2 separate regions of the Sus scrofa genome follow, and region 1 is linked to region 2. Evidence: chromatin contacts called from public HiChIP or PLAC-seq data. All regions are on one chromosome and are shown on one strand. Each heading gives the region's core, a stretch centred on a gene start, on an enhancer-like site or on the middle of the called end of the contact. The rest is flanking DNA. Distances are from core to core; before and after follow the strand shown.

Region 1 (3,830 bases), core at 725-3,224, 180 kb before region 2:
AACTATAACTTAATTAAAAATAGATGTCTTCAAACAGAAACACAGATAAAACAAGATTATGGATTGATTGGTTGATGAAAATGTTATAGTCAGGCTTTTGCAGAAACCTAACTCTATTGGTCAATGATTCATTATTTGCTAATTCAGTGTTTACAATAACTAGAGAAAATAACTACTGCAAATAACAAGAATCAACTCTATGTCTGTATCTGGAAACTAAAACGTTCCTGCTGTAAATGGTGATAATTTCACTTCTCTGTATAATTTCATGGTGCTGAAAATTAAAACTCATACAAATACGAATAAGAAGCACTTCACTCCTTAGCAAGTTCATTGTCTAGCAGGCGAAATGATAGAAATCAACCAGAATACAGGGTGATAGATATGATAATCAATGTATGAATGAAGTGAAATGGGAACAGAGATGCTTGTCCCGGCAAATGATTTTTGTGGGAATTGGGGATGGAATACGGATGCGTAATGCAGAGTATTTGAGATGGCTTCTCAGGTATTAATGGGAGTCCAGCAGATAGATTAGGAAACAGGTGGTATGAATGGGGGAAGGCTCAAACACAAATTATCCAACTATGATTTCATGAACAAAACCACCCAACATCAGGGTGCTATTTTGACAGTTGAAATGAACCTCTAAATAAGAAAACCCCTCATGTTGAACATTGTGAAAATATTTTTGAGTGAAACACTCATCAGTTAAGCTAATCACAGATTCCTCCCTTGCACTATGTATGTAATCTTGTTTAGTCTGCAAATCCACATAGTCCCGAGGAATGTCGTACATGGTGATGTTACAACAATAAAGTTTCTTAGATAAATGACCAAATAAGTAAAAGAATGTCAATGGACCTGATTTAAAAAAAAAAAAAAAAGAAAGAAAAAAAAGAGAGAGAGAGAGAAAATTTTACAGTTGCAGGACAACATTGGAGCAATGTTCCCATTCTATTTACTTCATCTGAAGAGACAGATATGGCTGGTCATATGCCTGGTTCCAGAAATGATCAAATATGAGAAATAAAAGACAAATTTCATAGAAAGTATCCTGTTGGTACTTGTCCTGTGTGGTGAGGCAGGAATCCCAGCAATTAAACACAATGGAGTCCTTGGTCCTCTGTGCCAACATTTTTAATAGTTCTACCATTGTGGTATCCTTCAGCTTTCCCTGGGAGAAATCACAGGTGTTCTTTGAGAGATACTAAAGTTACCCTTTGGCTGTGTTCAGATGGTTGGCCTTCATTCTGAACCACTCTGAATAGCTCTCTGAGTTCCAAGGAATCCACGTAGAGTACACAGTGCTGGAAACTGGATGACGGCGTCTCTCAAAGAAGATGGGGAAATTATCTCTTCAGAGCCCCTTATCCCCACTCTTAGCCCAACAAAAGAAGAGGGATGCATGCTTTCCAAATATGCTATACCTGGCTCCTGCTAACTCAGTTTAAATTCATCAGCAGCTGCAGCAAACTTACAGATGGTGCCAGACCCCAGGAGGGGACATTGATGGGGACAATGGGGCCTCCTGAAAAGAGGTGCCTTCTCCCTTTCAAAAGCCTAAGGACAAACTTTTCTCAAAGTCCAGGAGTTCTGGCAGAAAGAGGAAATGAAAAAGCCTAAGGAAAGAATTTTTTTTTTGCCACTTGGGAAACACAGAGACAAGGAAGACCCTGCTCAGCCATTGCTAATGTAATTCCACTCCTTTATGATGGCTATATCTACTGGGCCAGTTTCTCTTCCCTCACCTCCTTCTTCCCATTTTCTCGGAACAAGTCTGCTCACCAGGCTCTTTTGTCTTAGCACTTTTCACAAAGAACAGCACAAAATAGATGCTAGCAGAGCCAAAGGCAGAGGCCAGCAGGCTGTGCCTTCTTTGGCCCTGGCTGGAAGGTAATGCCAGCAGCCCACATTGACTCTCTCCTCCTCCAGCCAGCCTCTAGTGAAAGCAGGTCCAGCCAGTGCCCCAAGGAGCCGGCCCTGCTGCCCACGGCCCCCGCAGCAGGGTCTATAAGCTTCTGCTCCAGCCGGACGCCACAGCTCAGGACCAAGCAGGGCAAGCTGCTGGAAACCACCCTTATCAGGGCAAAGCCCACCACTAGAGGAAGTGGGAATGGAGCCAGAAAAACCTCCAGGGTTCAGCTGCTAACTGGGTTGGAGGGTCTGGCAGCAGAGTCATGGCCCCAAGCACACGGCTCAGACTCGCTGCAATAACCAGCTGCTTGTCTGGTCATTTGTTGCCAAATAGCAATCTTGGCGTCTAGCCATTGGGCTGGCACCAGGATGGAAATGCTGCAGCTCAACAATTTTCATTAGGTTGTGCCAACCCAGAGATACAGAGCCAGTCCCTGTCTGCAAGCCAGCCCAGTGCCATCGACTTCCTGTGGCAGGCAAAAGTCTGAGTCTCCCTTGCCTAAGTGAAGGAAAAGCATGTCAGAGGAAATGGCTGAAACACAAATGTGACAACCTAGAACCTCACTTCCAAATAGGTTGGAAGTAAAACCTTTGAGATTAGCTAAATTCAGCGTCTCCTGCAACAGCTGTCATTGTCCCCAGGCTTCTGCCTTAGCAAGAGAGACACAGGAGGGATTCAAACAGCTTTCAGTGTAAACCGCATGAATATGTAGATTTTCCTCCCATCTATAAACATATCAATAGCAAGATTACATGTGTTGGGTTTACTGTATATCCAAGAATCTATTAAACTATCTAACAATTTAAAAAATATTTTCAGGCTATGTAAATTTCACCCAGAAAAATGTACACACAGCCTATCCTCAAAATTGTGTATACATTTTAGTGGTTCCTTAAAAGTAATTAAGAGCCCAGCTTTACCTAAACGTTGTCTGTTTAATATAAAATCCTTGGTTTGAGAGTCTTGAAAAGGAGAGTGCCAAAGTATACTTCACTCCTTTACATCCCATAATTAATTACTCCCTATTTCTGTAAACCTTAACCTAGATCCCCTACAGAAAATCAGGCAAATTAAGGTCCAATAATTTGGTAGGCCATCAGTGATGACTAATTTCTTTGATTCAAAAGCTGGAAATGTTTTCTGTCTTTTTAGGGCCAAACTCAAGGCATATGGAGGTTCCCAAGGTAGGGGTTGAATCAGAGTTGTAACCTCTGGCCTACAGCACAGCCACAGCAATGCCAGATCCAAGCGCGTCTGTGACCCACACCTCAGCTCACGGCAACATCGGTCCATAACCGACTGAGTGAGGCCAGGGATTGATCTTGTGTCCTCATGGATGCTAATCAGATTCGTTTCCACTGAGCCACTATGGGAACTCCAAAAAAACTGGAACAGTTCCTTCTCTTGGACTCTCCTAGACTGGTTTCAATTCTTTGCACAGAGTATATGGAACAACATGCAGTTAATTCATCCACTTTGTTACAAACACTGGCTTAAGGGCATCCTAGGTGTCAGAAAAATGTAATCGTTCATCGCGCTGACAGCTGGAATCACAGGTCTCCCCTCTCCAGTTGTTTCAAGAAATCTGAACTTTGATATAGAATTTACAGAAATTGTTGATTCTAGATCGCAGGGTAAACCATATGGGATGTCCACACAGTCATGTCAAGGGCTCTAAAAGGCAGCTAAAAAGCAGCTATCTGGCTTATCTGAGTTTATTCCCATTGGTCTAGATGGCAAGACAGGGTATCTCTGCTTTGTTGAGGACTGACCCACACACTCTTATTGTCCATGAGACATGCAACAGAGAGAGTAAGTTGAAATTCAACTAGGAGGGACACTTTCCAGAAGGGAGCTAAATATTATACACATCACAATTAAAGGCTCTTAGCTCCATACAGAGGAAAACCCC
Region 2 (3,841 bases), core at 1,184-3,683:
TTTAGAATATCATGAGATTAATTTTTCTTCTATTATACCACATTTTTCACACAACAGGGAAGGACATTATCAGGGTTGATCTGACTGTATATGTAGTCTAGTTCATTTTTGCCATGTGTTAGTAATCCATAAAAACAAAATTCAAGGTTCTATTTACTTTCATTAATTCAGCTAACAGAGGCTTCAAGGGGACCAAGAAAGGGTATCTAGCAAGAAAAAGAGGAAAAGATAATGTTTTATTAAGTGTATCTTGGAGAAGTGATTATTTTTCTCCTTCAGTACCATGCACTCGGGTTACTACAATATTTCCCCCTATGCTTTTAAGGCTACTATTCAGAAATTTAGAGACTGGAACGTTTTGCAAACTCCAGTCAAAATAGCATTTCACTGATCGCTTGTTATTTTCACATGTAGTTCCAAGATTCATTCATGAAACTAGAGCTGTCAGGATCTTAATGAGACAATCCTACTTTTTTCATTACCTCAACTGGTTTAGCCAAACATATGCATAACCAGTCCACTTTTATGCACCTAGAGAGAGCAAGTCTTTGGATCAGATCTAATTTTATGCACTCAAAGGAGAAAACTCAAACCACAACAAAGCCAACAATGATAATGATTCAGTAGTGCCTGTGGATTGGTCCCACCCCTGGGAACTGCTCTCCACCCACTCCTGGGTGACAGAGGTACTTCTCTGGGTGTGCTAGATTTAGATGCAGCAAAAGATGCAGACAGTTACATTTGCCAAGTCTCCAGAGTCAGCAAAGCAGCGTTTGAACTGCTCTGGAGAAAGTATGGAGGACCTGAACAAAAACTCATCAATGGCACAAAACCCAGTTCATTTCCCAAATAGCCCTAAAAATCAAAGCAGCCTCATCTATCTCAACAAGAGAGTCAGAAATGCTAGGCCTGGAAGGGCATCTTAGGGAACCGGTCCTAGAAACCGGTTCATTGACATACAAATCAGAGTTCCACAAAAAAGCAGAATGAATGTCTTATCATATATTATCCATCCTCTTGAAATTTAATGTCTATTAGAGGTTGATGCTCTGAACAGCAAGGCTTTACTCAGATATCTGATTCCACATGGTATATATTTCCTGACCAATAAATCTACACACACACACACACACACACACACATACACACACACACACAAATTCACATGAACAAATTCTTTGCGAATGTCAACTTGAAAAAGAAAAATTAAAAACAAAAGCAATCAGAACCCAATTTACCTCGGTCCACCCCTCTTCTTTTCCTTTTTAAAAGTGCTTTTGAATGTTTGAAATCTGAACATCAATAGCTGCTTCTATAAGCTTTTTCTAGCCCCCCAAACAATTACTTACTAACATATCTTTTACATCTTTTATTAGTATTAGTAATCCTATAGACTGATAATCTCTAGAAGGCTAGAGATTATAGTTTTCATGAACAAACAGGCTTTCAAAAACATTGTAGCTAAAGTTTCTCTTTTGTAAAATCTCTGCTAAAGAAATAGAATCTAAAGTTGTGTCTCCTTGTGTGACTATGTAACTTTTAACAATGGCAATAAAAGGTCAGTATTCATAGCAAACTGAATACCATATTTTCAAATATCCTAACAAAGAATCATGCTACCACCTGTTTTGCTCTAAGTTACGGATCCTAATTATCTATCACTCTTTTGTTTAGAGGCAAATGACCTATAATCTTCTTGTAATAATAGTTCCACAGATTAATATAGCAAAAAACAAAACAAAACAAAAACTCTCCTCCCCCCAAACACACACACACACACCAGAGGAGAAAAGCATTTATAATTTCCAAACAGAAAAGCAAACTTCACTTTTGCTTTCTGAATGTGTGCTTCCTGGGAACAAACTTAATCTTTCCATTTGCATTGCTTCCAGATTCATTCAGGAACTATGTGTTTTGCAATTAAATGGCACTCCATATTTAAAATAAAAATTGGCATTTTGTTTCTGTTTCCATTTTCAAAGAGCATATTTTTTAATCACATCCAAAATAGTTCAGCATTTTTCCCACTAGTACAAAAAAAAAAAAAAAAAAACCAGCAACACAGACCCTCAATACACGTCTCCTAACACACGAGTACCTTTTTGCTCTTGGTCTCCTGTCAGCTCCATCTGTACTCTTACTGTGAACAGCTATAGCATAAAAATGTCTACTCACATGCTTTTGATATTACACTATTTAATCACATACAGCTGTGGCTTAGGAGACTGTTACAAAACACAATTTTAATGTAGTACTCGAAGCCAATTTTGGATAAACATCAACCATTTACTCTGAATAAGAAGTCCAACACTAAAAAGATTTTCTTTTAAAGGAAAAGCCCGATTTTCTTAGAATTTGGCATGGGCATAATTGTGACTGAGCCCTCTTCTGCCAAAAAGACTGATAACGTCAAAGAGGATTGTGTGAATCATAGTAGTGCAAAAACAAAGCTTTCCAGAATTCCTGGAGCCAGAAAGACCTGAAATGACTTGCATTCGCCCTCCTCTTCTTTGGCCTCTGTCCCTTCCAATGGCCCCCACGTCCAACCCGAAATGCTTTTTATTATTTGATGGAAACAGTTTTGAGTTATAATTCTGTTCTTCTTTTTCCAAATGGAGAGAAAGTGAAAGGAAAATGTGTTGGAAAGATACTGTTAAGAGAAATATGCATGGTGTTTCCTTTAAGTTTGGAATTATTGGGGAGAAAAAAACATGATATTTTTACGTATCTACTCCTTTTAAGTAGGCACTAGATTTAGTGTTGTGAAAACAGTGACTACATTATAGAAAAGAAAAGGCCAATGATAACAAAGATTTGAAGGAGTAAAGAGAGAAAACAGCAGCTGAAGAGGGAGAGTAACCTCTTTCTGTATTTCTCTCATTTCAAACCAATTAAAATAGTATACATTCTAAAATGAGACAAGATTTATCATAGTTTCATGCTACCATTGCCTCCGCCCCCCACCCCACCTCCAAAGTGTAAGAAATATTTGGAGTTGTAGCTAAAAATACTATTGCTGGAAGATTTTGAGAAAACCAGTTCTGTATGTTTCAGGCTTTCAAAGGAAAAGAGTACTTGGGAGTTTTCAAGGCTGTTTTCAAACTGGCAAGTTACCAACTCTGACTATCAATGCAAATCTGAGGCAGGAAGTACTAAGGAAATTCTAAACTCACTCCCTCCCTCAGCAAAATTTTCTACATTTTCATCTGCAAGAAATGTGTTAAGGGTTGTTTGGTTTTGCTTTTGGAGGATCTGTACGTTCACATCTTTAAGAATATCCTTTACCCCCTCAGGAGCCTCCTTCTTCCTTTGGCAACTGCTCAGGCCTGGTGTTTTCAAGGGTCTGCTCTTTCCATGGCACAACTGGGCCCAGCTAGACTTTCACAGCCGGGCGGCCGTCCAGCTGCAGATGGTTGGAAATTCAGCCTGAAATCAGTGTGCCGTTGATGGATGACTCTTTCCACCTGACCCCAACTTCACACCAGGCTCTGAACAGAATCTGAGCACCACCAGCCAGAGAAACTTAGTCAGGGTCCTATGGTCTGAAACCTTCTCTTCAAGGTCTTCTGGGGAAGCAGATGGCCAAAGAAGGAAGGCGGGAGATGGATGAAAGAACAATGTGATAAGAAACTGCACTGAACTGATGGGAACAGAGTGAACTGGTAAGGCTCTGGAAAGGAAGGAAAGGCAAGCTTGCTGTGTGTGCTTGGGGGAATTTTTAAGTTTTATAAAGATGAGTAAAGTTTTCCAAAGATCACCTAGGGGAGAGGTATCTATTTCTCAACTGTAAAATATCAACTCATCAGACTGTGACTATGTTTTACTCTTTTGAGGTTTCCCA

Evidence for each region. HiChIP or PLAC-seq counts read pairs in DNA pulled down with a chosen protein or histone mark.
Region 1: a contact with region 2 is called in an H3K27ac HiChIP or PLAC-seq map of skeletal muscle, with 3 times the contacts expected there. The contact joins two enhancer-like sites. A contact is called at or near these places in 1 of 47 Hi-C or Micro-C datasets (alveolar macrophages) and 1 of 2 datasets of contacts at active chromatin or transcription factors (skeletal muscle).

The regions. Positions count from the first base shown.
Region 1 is chr13:15,893,820-15,897,649 of Sscrofa11.1, reverse strand. The region is part of intron 5 of RBMS3 (RNA-binding motif, single-stranded-interacting protein 3); the gene reads right to left. Among named protein-coding and RNA genes, the nearest start is that of TGFBR2, 890 kb to the left of the region's middle. Within about 2 kb of position 1,974, at least 11 of the 83 cell types and tissues checked have an H3K27ac peak or open chromatin away from gene starts, as enhancers often do. A contact at or near this core is called in skeletal muscle, where this site is marked.
Region 2 is chr13:15,715,578-15,719,418 of Sscrofa11.1, reverse strand. The region is part of intron 4 of RBMS3 (RNA-binding motif, single-stranded-interacting protein 3); the gene reads right to left. Among named protein-coding and RNA genes, the nearest start is that of RBMS3, 750 kb to the right of the region's middle. Within about 2 kb of position 2,433, at least 29 of the 83 cell types and tissues checked have an H3K27ac peak or open chromatin away from gene starts, as enhancers often do. A contact at or near this core is called in skeletal muscle, where this site is marked.